2 separate regions of the Cricetulus griseus genome follow, and region 2 is linked to region 1. A link is a contact called in public Hi-C data. All regions are on one chromosome and are shown on one strand. The core of a region is the stretch at or near the end of the contact, and the rest is flanking DNA. Distances in the headings are between cores, read along the strand shown. Region 1 has its middle 14 kb from the start of Ankrd60. Region 2 has its middle 24 kb from the start of Pck1.

Region 1 (7,330 bases), core at 2,089-4,588:
ACTCCCGGTGGGCCATATGTTTTCCTGAATCCCTGAACCACAGCACAAGTTCTGGAATCCATGTATATGTCAAAGGTCTCTTGGCCACTCATCAAGTTGCTTGAGGTGGAAGCGGATGAGACTGACATTGCACCCTGGCTGCCCTTCTTTGCAATGTCCCAACAACTAGGCCTTACTTTAAAATTAATGGCCTGTGTTTCCTGGTGTCACAGCAAGTAAGACCTTTGTTGACAATGGTCTTACACCAGCCAACGTGGCTGTGCCTGGGTTCAGCCATCTATTTGACAAATAAAGAGTCAGAAAAGCACATCTCAGCATTAAGAATGTCAAACTGAGATCTTAATTTTGGCAGGCATGCTCCAAAGTCAATAGGCAGACATTAAACAACCCCCACCCATTGGGTCGGGTCACTTAGCTAATGAGGTGCAAGGAGGGGAGTGACTTATGGGTACCCTTTTAACTTAACAAGTGGAGTCCCTCCAAGTATTGTGTTTGCCAGGAGCTTGCTAAGCAGTCTTTGTTATTGGAAGAGCCAATGGCCTGGCATGAGGACCCACACTTTTGGAGACAAGCACTCCATTTACCCCAATTCAATTAGATACTTGGCTAGACATCCGTTGGCATCAGGCTTTCTGTGGTGACATTTTCTTGAGTCTGGGGTAGGGTCACTTGGACACTCTCCTGGGTTCTGAGGACACTTCATTAGAGACAGCCTCAATACCTTGCATTGGGTCTTGGGGTACAACTTAGGTGTGGAGGGCTTGCTTAGCATGCACAAAACCCTGGATTCCCTTCTCAGCACTGTGAAGACACACACACACTCACCCCCCCCACACACACACCCCACACACATACATACACACCTGCAAGTCACATAGAAACAGCAGCCCATTACAGGCCATGTGAGGTATATCAACAGCTCTGCCAACTGATCTGCTATTGCTCAGTAGAATGTTACATTTGGAGTTAATGCTTTCCACACTTATTTTGAAGAGTGTTTTGTTGTTCATAATCAGGAACTAACAAAGGGAAATCAAGGGAAGGTTCATCTTCACTGTTCCCGTAGGAGCTAAAAAAAGCCTTGCTGGCCCATGCCCTGGAGCAGCTCTAGAATGTTAAGAGAACCATGGTCTGTACGGGGGACACTTTCTGTATGGAGAGGACCTTGGTTCCCCTACATCTGTGACCTCATGGGACTGGCCTTCCAGTCACCAGGGACCTTACATGTGTGGGGTTGGGGGCACAGAGCAGGGGATAGTGGGGCCCTTCATGCTCAAGGTTCTGAGTGGGTCTTCACTTCTCGGAGCCAAAGGTGTCCTGTAGAGGATGGATGAGAACCATTCCTGCTCCTGTCCCCAAGGCTGCTAGAACCATTGAGAAGCACCCAACAAGTCATTTGAGACCTTGCCTGGGAGCCTTGCTGAAGCACTGGAAACCATGGTGGGGCTGCTGAGAGAAGGACAAACGGAAGAATGTCCACTTGGTGTCTTTCCTGGGCTCTCTTCAGTTCTGGCCACCGAACTCTGATGACCAACTAGCCCTGGAACCTAAGTGCCCTGGGGAAGTGCTCTAGTGTGTCCTTGAGGACATGCAAGGCAACAGTCAAACAACCTTCCTCATCCCTTCATCTTGCAGCCCAGGAAATAGCTCTGGAAAGTCAGTCCTGCAGGATGACACAGCAAAATTGATGGTTACACTGGGCACTGTGTTTCCATTTGACTTGGCTACGAGGGTTCTCAAAGTCAGTGTCCAGAGACTAATGCTCTCTTCTCCTCACTGAGTGAGTCTCCAGACCCACCTTCCGGTCGGCCCTGCAGTGGTCATTGCAGCTGGCCTATGTCACTGAAGCCAGCACAGTGGAAAGTTTAAAGACAAACTACAGGTTAAAGAGAGTAGGCTGTATGACTTACTCAGGACTGAGATGGTGAGCCTAGTCTTCCCAAGTGTCATGAGCAGACAGTAGAGCTTCCCAGTATCATACATCTGGAGCTTCCTCTATGCTTACTAGCCCAGGGTTTCGAGAGAGTAGGGTAAGGGTCCCTCTTGACCCTGCCTGGGCTTATACTGAGCACTGGGTGAGCAGGTTGACCCCATTCCATTCTCTCTACAGTGTAGACCTTAGGAAGCCTTACTTTGTGTTAGTCTACACGGAGCCTCTCTGGCCTCTACTTGAGACCCAAGTAGAACAGACTTCCACAGGCAATGGTGTTCCTCCAACTATAACTTTTTTTTTTTTTTTTTTTTTTTGAGTAAGGTGTCTAGCTGGCCTGGAACTCACCAAATAGGACCAGGCTAGCTGCCAGTCCTAAGGATCTGCTTGGCTCTGCCTCCTTAGCAATGGATCACAAGTGTTTTGCCCTACCATCATGATGGATATTTTTTTCAAAATAAATTTTTTATGTATAGTGTTTTGCCTTCATGTAATGTCTGTGTGCCGCACGTGTGCCTGGAGCCTGCAGAGGCCAGAGAAGTGTGTTGAATCCCCTGGAACAGGAGTTACAGATGGTTGTGAGCCACCATGTGGATGATGGAAACTGAACTTGGGTCCTCTACAAGAACAGCCAGTGCACCTAACCACTCTAACCACTGAGCTATGTCTCCAGGCCTGATGCTGGGGTCCTTCATGGGGTGTCTGGGGCTCAAACCCAGGTCCTCATGCTTGCACAGTAAACATTACTGATGGAGCCATTTTCTCAGCCCTTCTCCTTCTCATCAGCTGTGTGGCTGCAGGCCCGATGGCCACCTCCTGACACCCTCAGCTCCCTCCATCCGTGGTATACACAGGTCTTGTCCTCCTGTGTTAAGCAAGCACTACTCACGTTGTCGGAAGAAACAGCCGTGAGAATTGCCTGCTATACCGACCCCTTGATGAGCAGGAGGGTTGGCTTTGTGGTCTGGTAAAGGTGATTGACAAGACTCCTCTGCCCCCCAATGTGTGGCATTAGGGCTACCAGAGACAGTTCTGGGGGGTCTCAGCGGCCTCATGTGGAGGGTTTGGGGGTAATAAAATCTGCCCCTTCACTGCAAGAGAGATGGAACTCCTGGCTCAAAGCAGACACTTGAAAAACGGCAGGCATTATTTGTATTATTATACCACCAACACTTAATTTGCTTAAAATGTTTGCTCGCTGAGAATCGATCCCCTCCCGGATTCCAGAGGGACTCATAAATCCTCAGCAAACCTTATACAATAAGAGTCTCCATCCAGAACTAATAATTCCCAAAGTGGGAGATTAATAATTTCCTGTAAAGTTGCTGGTCTGGACATTAAAGTGCAAAGATTTCTCAGCTGCACTTAGAGCGCCCCCAGGCCAGAGCCACTGCAGGGGAACAGCAGGCTCTCAGGCAGAGGAAAATTCCACTCTCTGCGGCAACTGTCTGCAAAATAAGCCTGGTAGGCATGTGTATAGCCCTTGTGACATCCTGAAAGGGGTCTCCATCGCTCCAGGAGCCCACATCTGGCCGTGGAACAAGAAGGCCCAGCTGCCCTAGGGAAACATGACACTGCACCCCAATAGTGTCATCCTTGACCTGTTTGGTTGCTATACATCCTAAATTTAAAATGGGGGAAAATTACCAATAACATCTGGGGCAGTGTGTGTGTGTAATATCACAGGGGCCTTTTGAGAATCCCATATCCTTGTAAAATTGCTCATTTCCTGTCCAAATGCCCAATCTGGTCCCAACCACCCCACTTCTGTAGAAGTACCAGGGTACAAGGCATGTTTACAAATGTTGAAACAGCTGGCTAGGACGACAAGGCCTTGGAAATATTTCCAATGCCACAAGCAGGGATGTTGTGGCCATATTTTGCAGCTTTTGAAAGAATGTGGGTTGGAGGAATGCAGTTAAAAGGGCTGCTGCCGTTACAGAGAGCCAGACTTCATTTCCTAGCTCAAAACCACCTGTGACTCAAGCTCTGCAGGATCTGCTGCCCTCTGCTGGACGCTCGGGTCACTGCATATATTTATGCAATATATATTGCATAGACTTATACAGATAGAGCACACAGACCCCACACACACCCCACACACCATACACACCCCACACACACCCCACACACGCCCTTCACACATCCCACACACCCCACACACCCCACACATCCCACACACTCACACCCCCCACACCCCACACACTCACACCCCCACACACCCCATACACACCCCATACACACCCCATACACACCCCATACACACACCCCCACACCAAACACACCCCATACATCCCACACACCCCCACAACCCCCCCACCCCACACATCCCATATACACCCTTCACTCATCCTACACACCCCATAACACTCTACACCCACACATCCCACACATACCCCTACGCATACCCCCCTACACCCACACCCCACATTCCCCTCATCCCCCCAACTCTCCCACACCGCCACACCCCCACACTTTTCATTTAAAAAACCATTGAGGGACCTGAGATGTAGTTCATTCAAAGCCATTGAGGGACCTGAGATGTGGTTCATTCAGTGATTGAGCTATTGCCGAGCATGCTTGATGCCCTAGTCATGATCCGGAGCTCTCTAAAAATGGGTGTGGATGTTCACACAAGTAATTTCAGCATTTAGGACGTGGATGCAGGAGGATTTGAAGCTCAAAGACACCCTCAGTTACATGGTGAGCTCCAGGTCATCTTGGCCTACATGAGATCCTGGTTTTTTGTTTGTTTGTATTTTGTTGTGTTCTGCTTTTTTTTTTTTTTTAAGATGATCTTGTGTTGTATGCAGTAAGTATAGACCAAGATGTAGTCACACTAGATTGCCCAGGATGTGGCTCTCAGGGCTGGAAATATGCACACAATCCCTGAATTACAGTTGTAAACAAACACCCTGCACATGCCTGTCCATGTGAAGTTTAGCACCAAAAAACTGATGCCAAAGAGGCTGAGGGTTGCAGAGCTGGGCCCATCAGTACTTCATGGAGGGTCAGGTTGGATTCCCAGAAACCAAGTAATAAGGCAGATATCACAGGGCGTGTGAGCCCAGTACTGGGGCAGTGGAGACTGGATCTGCAGAGTCTGTTGGCCAGTCAATCTGGACTACTTATGTGAGTTCCAGGTCAGTGAGAGAGCCTGTTTCAGAAAGCAGTGTGGATGGCACCTGAGGAGAAACACTGCTGTGGACATTTACCCTCCACAGGTGCATGTGTGACACACGCACACAAATGCAGACACAATACAACAGGTACATACACATGAACACACAAATGAGCATACACACACACAGTCACACACACACACATATACACACACACACACCACACAGTCACACACACACACACACACACACACACACACACACACCACACACACACACACACACACACACACACACACACACACACACACACACACACACACACACACACACACACACACACACACACACACACACACACACACAATGCAACAGGTACATACACATGAACACACAAATGAGCATACACACACACACACAAACCACACATTCACAGTCACACACACACACACACACACAATGCAACAGGTACATACACATGAACACACAAACGAGCACACACACACACACACACACACACACACACACACACAGTCCCACACACACACAATCATGTTCATGGGTACACACAAAAAGGGAAGAAAGGAACAACGGTAGTGGTTCACTGAGCCCTTCCAAGGTATTGCAAGTGCACTATTGTGTGAGCCTTCTCCAAGCATTGAGGTAGGAGCATAGGCTCTGAAAGCATTAAGCGGGCACCGGTCAACTGGGGTACCCTGAACGTGTCTGTACCCTGAACGTGTCTGTACCCTGAACGTGTCTGTGGAACAGCGCACCGTCCGTCATGCGATGCAGACTGAAGGATGGTGCATAGACTCCCCAGACTCCTTTTGGGTACCTAAGACAGTCACAGTGGCAGGAACCACCCCTCAGAGGTCCCACAACTCTTTAAAGCCCCCAATTCCTGGATTCTGAAAGGAAGCTCTCCCAGGCCAGCTTGGAGTTGGAGTCTGCCAGGTGGCGCAGCTGGGAACTGCAACTGCAATCCCGAAATGGAGCTACCACCAGGTGTCGCCTGGAGACCACAAATGGACTCCCAGCTAGTTGAAAAGTACGTTTACTTTTTGGTGTTTTCTAATTACTTTTTGGAGATAGTGTTTCATGTAGTCCAGGCTACCTGACTTCTACTCAATGGTCTTCCAGGGGCTTAGGAATCATGGTCTCAGGGTCAAGAGTAAGAGACAGCTAGCTTTAAAGGTCTCTCTATTATGTAGCTCAGGATATCCTGGAATTCAATATGTAGACAAGGCTGGCGTCAAACTCACAGAATCCACCTGCCTCTGCTTCTTGAGTCCTGGGATTAAAGGAGTGCACCACCATGGTGGGCTCATAAATCCAAACTTTGATGTCCAGACAGGAATGTCTAAGACTTTAGCTATAATGAACATTTTATTGCAACAAGAAGGACATCTCAAAGGCCAAGCATTGCTGTCAGCAGAATGTAAAGCACACGTGCAGGAAAGGGCTGGGATTTAAGACACACACATGCACCCACCCACCCCCCCACCCACCCCCCCCATACACACACTTGGCAGAGCCACAGCTTTGACCAGTGTGTAAAGATTTAGGAGTAGCACTCAGCTGGAGTTCTGAAATGGGCCCATAGAGTGTGTTCCAGCCCGCAGATAGAAATGCGGCCCACCTGGAGACAAACGGGGTCGCTGCCAGACGGATGGGCACGTACCCTGGACTCTGGGCAAGGAGACATCTGACACACTCTTGCTATTCAACAGACATGAGATATGTACCAACCTCACTGCCGGCATGCCAGAGCCTGTCTGGGGCTCTGTCACCTTCCTTAGGTCACAGCCATTTCCTCCATGGGTAAAACTGACCACACGGCTCCTTTGAACATCTCTGGTCCTCTTAGAGCCTTCTCTGCACTGCCCAGGTTGGACATCAGTTCTTTTTCTCACCCTTCAGCCGGTGAGATGGCTCAGCAGGTAAAGGCACTTGCTGCCAAGCCTGATGACCTGAGTTTGATCCCTGGGACCCATCTGATACATGGAGAGAATTGACTTCCTCAAGTCCTCTGGTCATCTCCATACATATGGTCTCCCTCTCTGTCTGTCTCTCTCTATGTCTTTGTCTTTCTCTCTCTGTCTCTATGTCTCTGTCTCTGTCTGTCTGTCTGTCTCTGTCTGTCTCTGTCTCTCTGTCTCTGTCTGTCTCTGTCTCTGTCTCTCTGTCTGTCTCTCTCTATGTCTTTGTCTTTCTCTTCCTGTCTCTGTCTCTGTCTGTCTCTCTCTGACTCTCTGTCTGTCTCTCTCTATGTCTT
Region 2 (7,330 bases), core at 3,270-5,769, 680 kb after region 1:
CCATGAGGCTGGATCTCCACCACCGTTCCTTCATTAAGACATCTTGGCTTCTGCCTGAGTCTCATGAATCTGTCCCATGGATACCAGCCACACTGTCACCCCCATGTTGAGCCCAAGGCTGTAACCATCCACTGAGGGTCAGCATTCTACTGTTCCACTGGAGTGGGAAGGTAACACAGTCTCCAGATTCTGGGGCATCGGCATTGGCATCTGTCAGAGGACATTACAGGCTACCCCTCACTCCACCCCATGACGCTGTCCAGTGCAGCGTGTCCTGGAATTCTCACCACCGCAACAATTTTTAATGCAGGTGCTGCCTGACCTACCTGAGGGAGAAAGGAGAGTTCTGACTTTGACCTTTGACGGGAGCCAGATGCTCAAGAATAAGTGAGGGCCCCTGGTCCACCATGCTCCAGAGCTGCCTTGGAGACCCAAGCGCTCCCCTCGGCTGTGTGGGCCTAAGCTAGTGCCTGCTCTCTGTGTGCCTGGCTTCCTATTGGTGCTGGTATGCAAGGAGGTGTGGGACTCCAGGGGGCCTGACCCTGACAAACAGTATCTATTGGGCAGGAAGTCAGTGTGCAGAACGCTGAGCTTCGTTTGCCCTACCCATGAAGGTGGTAAGTATTTAGTCGTGGCTTACCTGGCCACACCCTGCTCTGCCACATGCTTGCCAGGAGCCCCTTTGAGCCTCAGCTTTGGTTCTGTTGTCACTATGGGGGTTCCCATCCACATGGTGTCAGGCCTCAATGGAAGGACCAAGTGACACTTTTCTCCTAATGACTTCCTCTCTCTGAGTCTCCTGAGCAGTGCACACTCCCTTAGCTGTCTTCATCCTGGGGAAGCAAGTCCCTTCTCTCCTTCTTCCCACTCTTGCCCCAGCAGGGATGGGAGTGGAGAGTCCCAGCACCCACTGTGGTCCCTGGGGAGGGCATTTCAGCCACAATCCTGGGTCATTGCCGAGCCTGTTTGGGGTACAGCACCTTGTAACTCCACAGTCTCTAAACTCACTCTCTCACAGCCAAGTACACCCAATTGGGGACTCTGGACTTTGAGCCAAAGCTGGGTGTCTACAATGACCTGAGTTCCCTTGGAATGCTGACGTAGTAGCCAATGGCTCTCTCAGAACCACTGGGTTAAGCATTGATTTTTTTCTGGCCTATTCTGGCTCAGGATAGCCCTGATAGCTAAAGCCAAAGGCCACAGGTGGCTAAAATCCCCCCACCTCCAGGCTTTTAACCTGAAATGAAAGACTATGGGGTAGGGTGGGATGGGATGACACCCCTGACTCCCTTCTTCCCTGCTGATGTTCAAGGTACAAGCGAACCACCTCTCGCCTTTGATTCCTCTATCTCAGCCCAACCTGTGAGCCCTTCCTGGCCCCCAGCTTCCTCTCTTGGGAAAACTGGGTGCTAATCCCCCCTGGAGAGACAGGAAGGGCCTCAGTCTGTCCTCTGATCAGAGTGTCTGGATGTCCCTGGCCACCTCTCTCTTGGAGTCCTCAGACTCACAGTGCCCCGCTTGCAGCAGGACACTGGCCAGGCCGCCTCCGTCTCCTCAGGAAGCCTCCATTGCCATCATGACCCTTCTTTGACTCTCTTTTCATTCTCCACCCAGCAACCAGGGACCCCAGGCACACAAATCTATTCACTCTCTAAGCAGCCATGACTTCCCTGTTACCCTTAGGATCAAGACTCACCCCCCTAAACCGGGGTTCAGCCGTGCAGATTCGGCCGTCACCCTTCCCTTGCTTCCCTCCCCACCAGGGTGGGCTGGCCCCCCTGACACACCTGGCCCTGCCCTTGCCTCTCAGCCTCTAGTGATGCCTCTGCTTCCTGGAGCACTCTTCCCGTTTCTCCACCTGCTCGGGGCCTGCAGGCCTCTGAGACCTTAGGGCACACGCCCCTCTCTGAATATCCTCCTTGGAGCATTCTCCAACTTCACACACACCCCAACCGACACAGGACCCAGAGACAGCAGACCACCGGCCTGGGTCACACAGCAAAAGCAGTCCTGCTCAAAGGACGTCCATGCTCTGTGGCTGCGGGCTTCACACTTCCTATTGACACTTCCCGGCCACCAAGCAGCCACCGTTGGTGATGTGGCCTAACTTGGGGCCACCTTTAGGGGTGTCAGCAGAGAAAGTGCACCCCTGGAAGCCTGCCTATGTGGGTGGTGATGTCTGCCATGGAAAGGAAGCAGTGTGGGCTATGCTGTGTGGTTGTTGAGTGCTGGTGTGTTGCTGTGTGAGAACTGGATTCAGTTTCTTCCTCATTCCTGGGCCTCAGGCACTGTCCAGTCTATGGAGTCAAGCTGTCCCTGTGCATGTCAAGAATGTTAGGTAGGCAGAGGCAGGCAGATCTCAGTGAGTTCGAGACCAGTCTGGTCTACAAAGCAAGTTCCAGGACAGCCAGGACTGTTACACAGAGAAACCTTGTCTTGAAAAAACAAACAGAAAGAATGCTAGCTTGGCATGGATCCTGGACAAGACCAGCATGGCAGCAGACCACAAAGACCCATGCCCCTGCTCGAAACAGCCCTGGCGCACATTGTAAAGCCTCCTTATCAAATGGTGCCAAAACCGCGTTCCAGTTGGTGCTAATCTCCCCCCTAAACAACCACCAGGCACTCAAACAAGGACCTTATATGGAAACAGCCAGCTCTTGCCTGGCAGTGACCCTTCCCCTTGCCCAGAACTTCAAGAAACATTTGTCTTGGGTCGCATGTCCAACTTCTCTGGTCCTGAGCCCTGGGATGGGTGTACCTTGCCTGAGAGCAGCACCGATTAACTTGAGTTTATTTGCCCCTATTCTGTCTGATCTCGTCACCTGGGTCTAACCCGAGCCACTCAAAGAAAACAATACTAGTTTTTCCTCATGCTTAGGAGGAGGCACTAAGGGGTCAGTCGGCAAAAGCCTCTGCAAGTGTGGTGTCTCCTTCAACCACCTCTGTTGGCTTGCACAAGGAGCTGGGGAACTATACAGGTCCCTACTTGGGTCTCAGCTCTAGGAGCCCTGGACCAGGCTCAGAAAACTCCATCACAAACCTAAGCTTTGTCTCCTAATTCTCTCAGGCCTTCGTTTCTCCAGCTGTTGAATCTGTCACAGCTGACCAGGTATGAGACCCTTTCCTGAGATGGTCACCCATATTATCAAGAGATAATATGGGCACAACCCTTTGAGCCAGCTGCAGGGGTATCAGGAACTTGGGGGCTGAGAGCATTTCAGCACATGGGAACACTGTGCACACATGGCTTTACCACCCCCACTCCACCCCCAGGGCATTGGAGACTGTCCTTGTTGACTATGTCCAGCATGGCCTGGGGTCTACAGGGCCAGCCTGCAGGTCCAAGCTACCAAGGTGGGCATCCCTGGCCTTCCTTTCTCTCCTTTATGCCCTGGCAATGTCAGCAGTCAACTGTGGAGTTAGACACTGAACAGCAGCACTGTGGTGTTTGAAAGTTATTCCAGCTCCCATGTTCTATGGCTTTGGGTACATACTCAGAATGGACAGGAAGCAAGGGGCACTAGCGGTTCTGTGCTCCCAGCAGAGGGCGACCAAGGAGTCTGGATGTTTCTAGAACCCAGCAGCTCATTCAGTGTGATAGGAAAACCCCAGCCAAGGCACTCCTCTCTCTGGAAAGTGCATCTGTGGCTGTGCTTGTGGACAGTGACTCCCTCTCCCACCGTCTTCAGTATGGATGGCAGGGTTGTGTGTCCCCTCCTGTTGAACCAGCTGGAGCCCCAGCAGAATTGCCCAGACTACAGCTGCTTGCTTTTGCCTCTCTCCCCACTGCCTACACTGACCAGGATATAGGACTGAAGGTGGCTTGTGTGGGTGTATGAATACTGCCCTCCACCAATAAAATGACTACAGCATGCTTTTTTTTAAAAAAGTCCATGATTTTATGTGTATGGCTTTGCCTGAATGTGTGTGCGCCACTCACATCATGCCTGGTGTTGGCAGACGCCAGAAGAGGGCGCCAGATCCTCCTGGAACTGGAGTTCCAGAGGTTTGTGAACCACCATGCCAATGCTGGGAATCAAACCAAGGTCCTCTAAAAGGACAGCTGATGTTCTTAACCACTCAGCTGTCATGTTCGGAAAAAACATAATCAGATTGCTTGGAGCCAGCTGTGGGGGTGCATGCTTCTGATCCTGGCACTCAGGGCACTGAAACAGAAGGACTGCTGTGAGTTGAAAGTCAGCTTGGGCTGCAGAGTGAGTACCAGATGCTCCAGAACTATATAGCAAAACGTGTTAACAACAATAATAACAGCAACAACCCCCGGATTTTCATCAAAACACGAGGACAAGTCCGCTCGCCAGTATGGACACTCATAGCTGTTTCCACCCTAGTGTAGTACTCAGGACAGCCAGCAGGTGGCTCTCCCAGGAGCTTTGTGCAAAGCTGCAATGTGGCTGCCGAGTTCAGCCCTAGGTCTTCAGCCCTCTCGGGGAGTTTGTTATTCACTGAGCACAGACTTGTTGTCCAGTTAGGACAACACAGCAGTTGGAATGGGCCGGCTCCAACCAGATTGCCCCTGCTGGGGCAGAGATCTTGGGGAGTGCAGAATTCCATCCTTTCATGGGCCAGGAGCTAGATGCTGGACTCTGGCATGGACACCGCCTCTCCGAGCTCTCCAGGGCAGGCTTTGTCCTCCAGGGCAGATGGGTCCTCCAGAGAGATTTTTGTTTTGGAAGAGTCACAGCACCCACAGAGGGACAGCGCCACTAGAACCAAGGCCCTAGATTCACCTCAGAGAGCTCCCACTGGAACCCTGGCCCAGTGGCGGCAAAGGCCAAGAACCTGTGTTCCTGCTGGCCTCTCCTCCTTACCCAGCTTCCTGCCTGTCTCCAGATCGGTGGTCTGAGTTGGCCCTGTCTCCCTGAAACCCCTTCCTGCGACAGTCATCCCTCCTCTCCACAGCTTAAAAATTCCAAGCCCATCATCTGCGGGGCAGCCTTGTCCTGGAGGGAGACCCTGGAGCCAGGCCGCCCTATCTAGGGTCTCCACCAGTTACTACTGCATCTCTGGTCTGTGCACACTGAGGCCCACTCTGACTTCCAGCCAGAAACCAGAGTGACCTGCAACTGCAGCACAGGTTAGAGAGCCAGGCTGTTTGGGTTCAAATCCTGATTCTACTACTTCTTGTGTGTTCTTGAGCCCTGACTTAACTCCCTCCATGTCTTCAAATTAGGGGTAGACAGTTCTTCCATGTCAGGGGCTTTGAGAGGCTTCAATGGGCAGATTCAACGCCTTTGTTGTGAACACAAGAGAGGACCCCAAAATGCTAGGCACAAGTGGGGATCCAGGAGGAGCTTGGAGATGGTAGGTCTGCGGCTTCATGCTCAGGGCACTGGGAACAGTCCATGAGCATTTGGAGCTGAAGGCTGCTCCAGGGGAACTGAGGCTTCGCCACTGTCCTTGGCAGTCTTTCCATGTGAGGACTGTGAGAAACCACCCATGAGTGTGGAGCAGCTACAGCAGGCTCAGAGATCCAGGCCCAGGGGACAGGGCATGCTATGGCCACCACCCAGTGAGGTGACAGCAACAATAGGGACAAATAGAGCATTTACAGATGGGTGTGAAGGCGGTGCTCATACCTGGCACCTGACACACCTGGACAGGCAAAGGGCTGTACCAGTGGGCCCCCTCTGCCCACGGTGCCATTCCAGCATCACATGACATAGGTCCAGGTCAGCACCATGCCCACCTAATCCAACAGCTTTCTCAGTCCAGAGTCTTCCACATTCCTCCCCTCAAAAAATATATGGGGGACTGGAGAGATGGTTAAGAGCACTTGTTCTTGCAGAAGAACTGGATTCGGTTCCCAGCACCTACATAAAATTTACCAACATCTCTAGGTCCAGTTGTAGAGTATCTGGCATCCTCTTCTGGCCTCTCCAGGTACTACACACACACACACACACACACACACACAGAGAGAGAGAGAGAGAGAGAGAGAGAGAGAGAGAGAGAGAGAGAGAGAGAGATTTGCATAGACATACACGCAGGCAAAACCCCATACACACACACAAATAAGTAAAGCTTTAAAAAAATTTCAGATTAATCACAGCAACAACCCCACTTCCTCCGTACCAACTTCTGTCCTGTTTCATTTCTTTTGCTGTGATAAAACACCCCATCAAAAAGCAACTTAGAGGATCAAGAGGTTTGCCTCAGTTTACAAATCTTGGTTGTAGTTCATCATTGTGGGGAAGTCAAGGCAGGGACTTCAAGCAGCTAGTCACATCACACCTGTGGTCAAAAGCAGAGAGAAATGAATGTATGCTTGCTCACAGTCTGATTTCTCCATCATTGTGCAGTTCAGGACACTGGCCTAGGGACTGGTGTCGCCCACAGTGGGCTGAGTCTTCCTGCCTCGATAGCAATCAAGACAGTCCCCTCCAGACATTCCCAACCTGATGTAGATAATTCGTTATGGATTTATTTTGAAGAGTCTCTTCCCAGGTTGTGTCAAGTTGATGTTTAAAACTAACCAGCATAAACAGCTTATACCAAATGAGTTTTTTCATCTCCGGGTGATAAAATCCTAGAGGGAAGGAGAGGAGAATCGAGACGACACCTAGAAATCACTGAAAACCAGCTCCCCTCTTCCTTGAGGCCCTCTATACTTAGCACAATACTTCTGCTTCATAATCCAGCGTGGCTGCTGGTGTTCCAGCCATCAGGTCCCCTTCCTGGCCACCAGGGAAGACGTGGATGTGGAGGCACTCTCTGGAAAACCACACACATGACTCCTCCATTTACATCTTGCTGGACAGCACTCGGGCACGAGTCCATGTGCCTAGAAGCTAAATGTAAGGACTGTTTGCCTTCCCCCAAATATGAGGCTGATGGGTGGTGTGGGCAGCAGGCAGCTCTGCTTTGTGAGTGGACAGGAGCTGGCTTGGAGGTCTTTGGCTCATCAGTGCAGAGCCAGGGGCTGGGGAAACACAAGGGCCAAACTTGGAGAAGCACCCTAGGTGGGCCCTTACTCTTCAACAGACAGGAGCCCAGTTTGGGTACAGGCATTCTGCCCCACACAGGCCAAGGCCTATAGAGAACTCAGCAGGAACTGAGGATTATGGATCAGGAAGGTAGCCAGCCCAGGCCATGGGGAGGGGGTTCAGAAGAGGGGACATTTGAGAGAATAGAGGGGCAGGGTCTATGCAGCTCCTCCCAAGGACCAGGGGCCAGCTCAGTCCCCAGATTAGCCATGTGCTCTGAGCCTCCGTCTTCCCACCTATGGTGACTGCATGTTAGTGTCCTGCAGGCTACAGATCTGGCTCACAGGTGGGGTCTCCATAAGACAGAAAACATGCAGCCT

Evidence for each region. A called contact is a pair of places that touch in the nucleus more often than the background predicts.
Region 2: a Hi-C map of liver shows a contact between it and region 1, with 8 times the contacts expected there. The contact joins two enhancer-like sites. A contact is called at or near these places in 4 of 8 Hi-C or Micro-C datasets (the CHK-Q cell line, the CHL-YN cell line, fibroblasts and 1 more).

The regions. Positions count from the first base shown.
Region 1 is chr6:5,470,768-5,478,097 of CriGri-PICRH-1.0, forward strand. No RefSeq gene overlaps it. Among named protein-coding and RNA genes, the nearest start is that of Ankrd60, 14 kb to the left of the region's middle. Within about 2 kb of position 3,339, at least 1 of the 6 cell types and tissues checked has open chromatin away from gene starts, as enhancers often do.
Region 2 is chr6:6,150,577-6,157,906 of CriGri-PICRH-1.0, forward strand. No RefSeq gene overlaps it. Among named protein-coding and RNA genes, the nearest start is that of Pck1, 24 kb to the right of the region's middle. Within about 2 kb of position 4,520, at least 1 of the 6 cell types and tissues checked has open chromatin away from gene starts, as enhancers often do.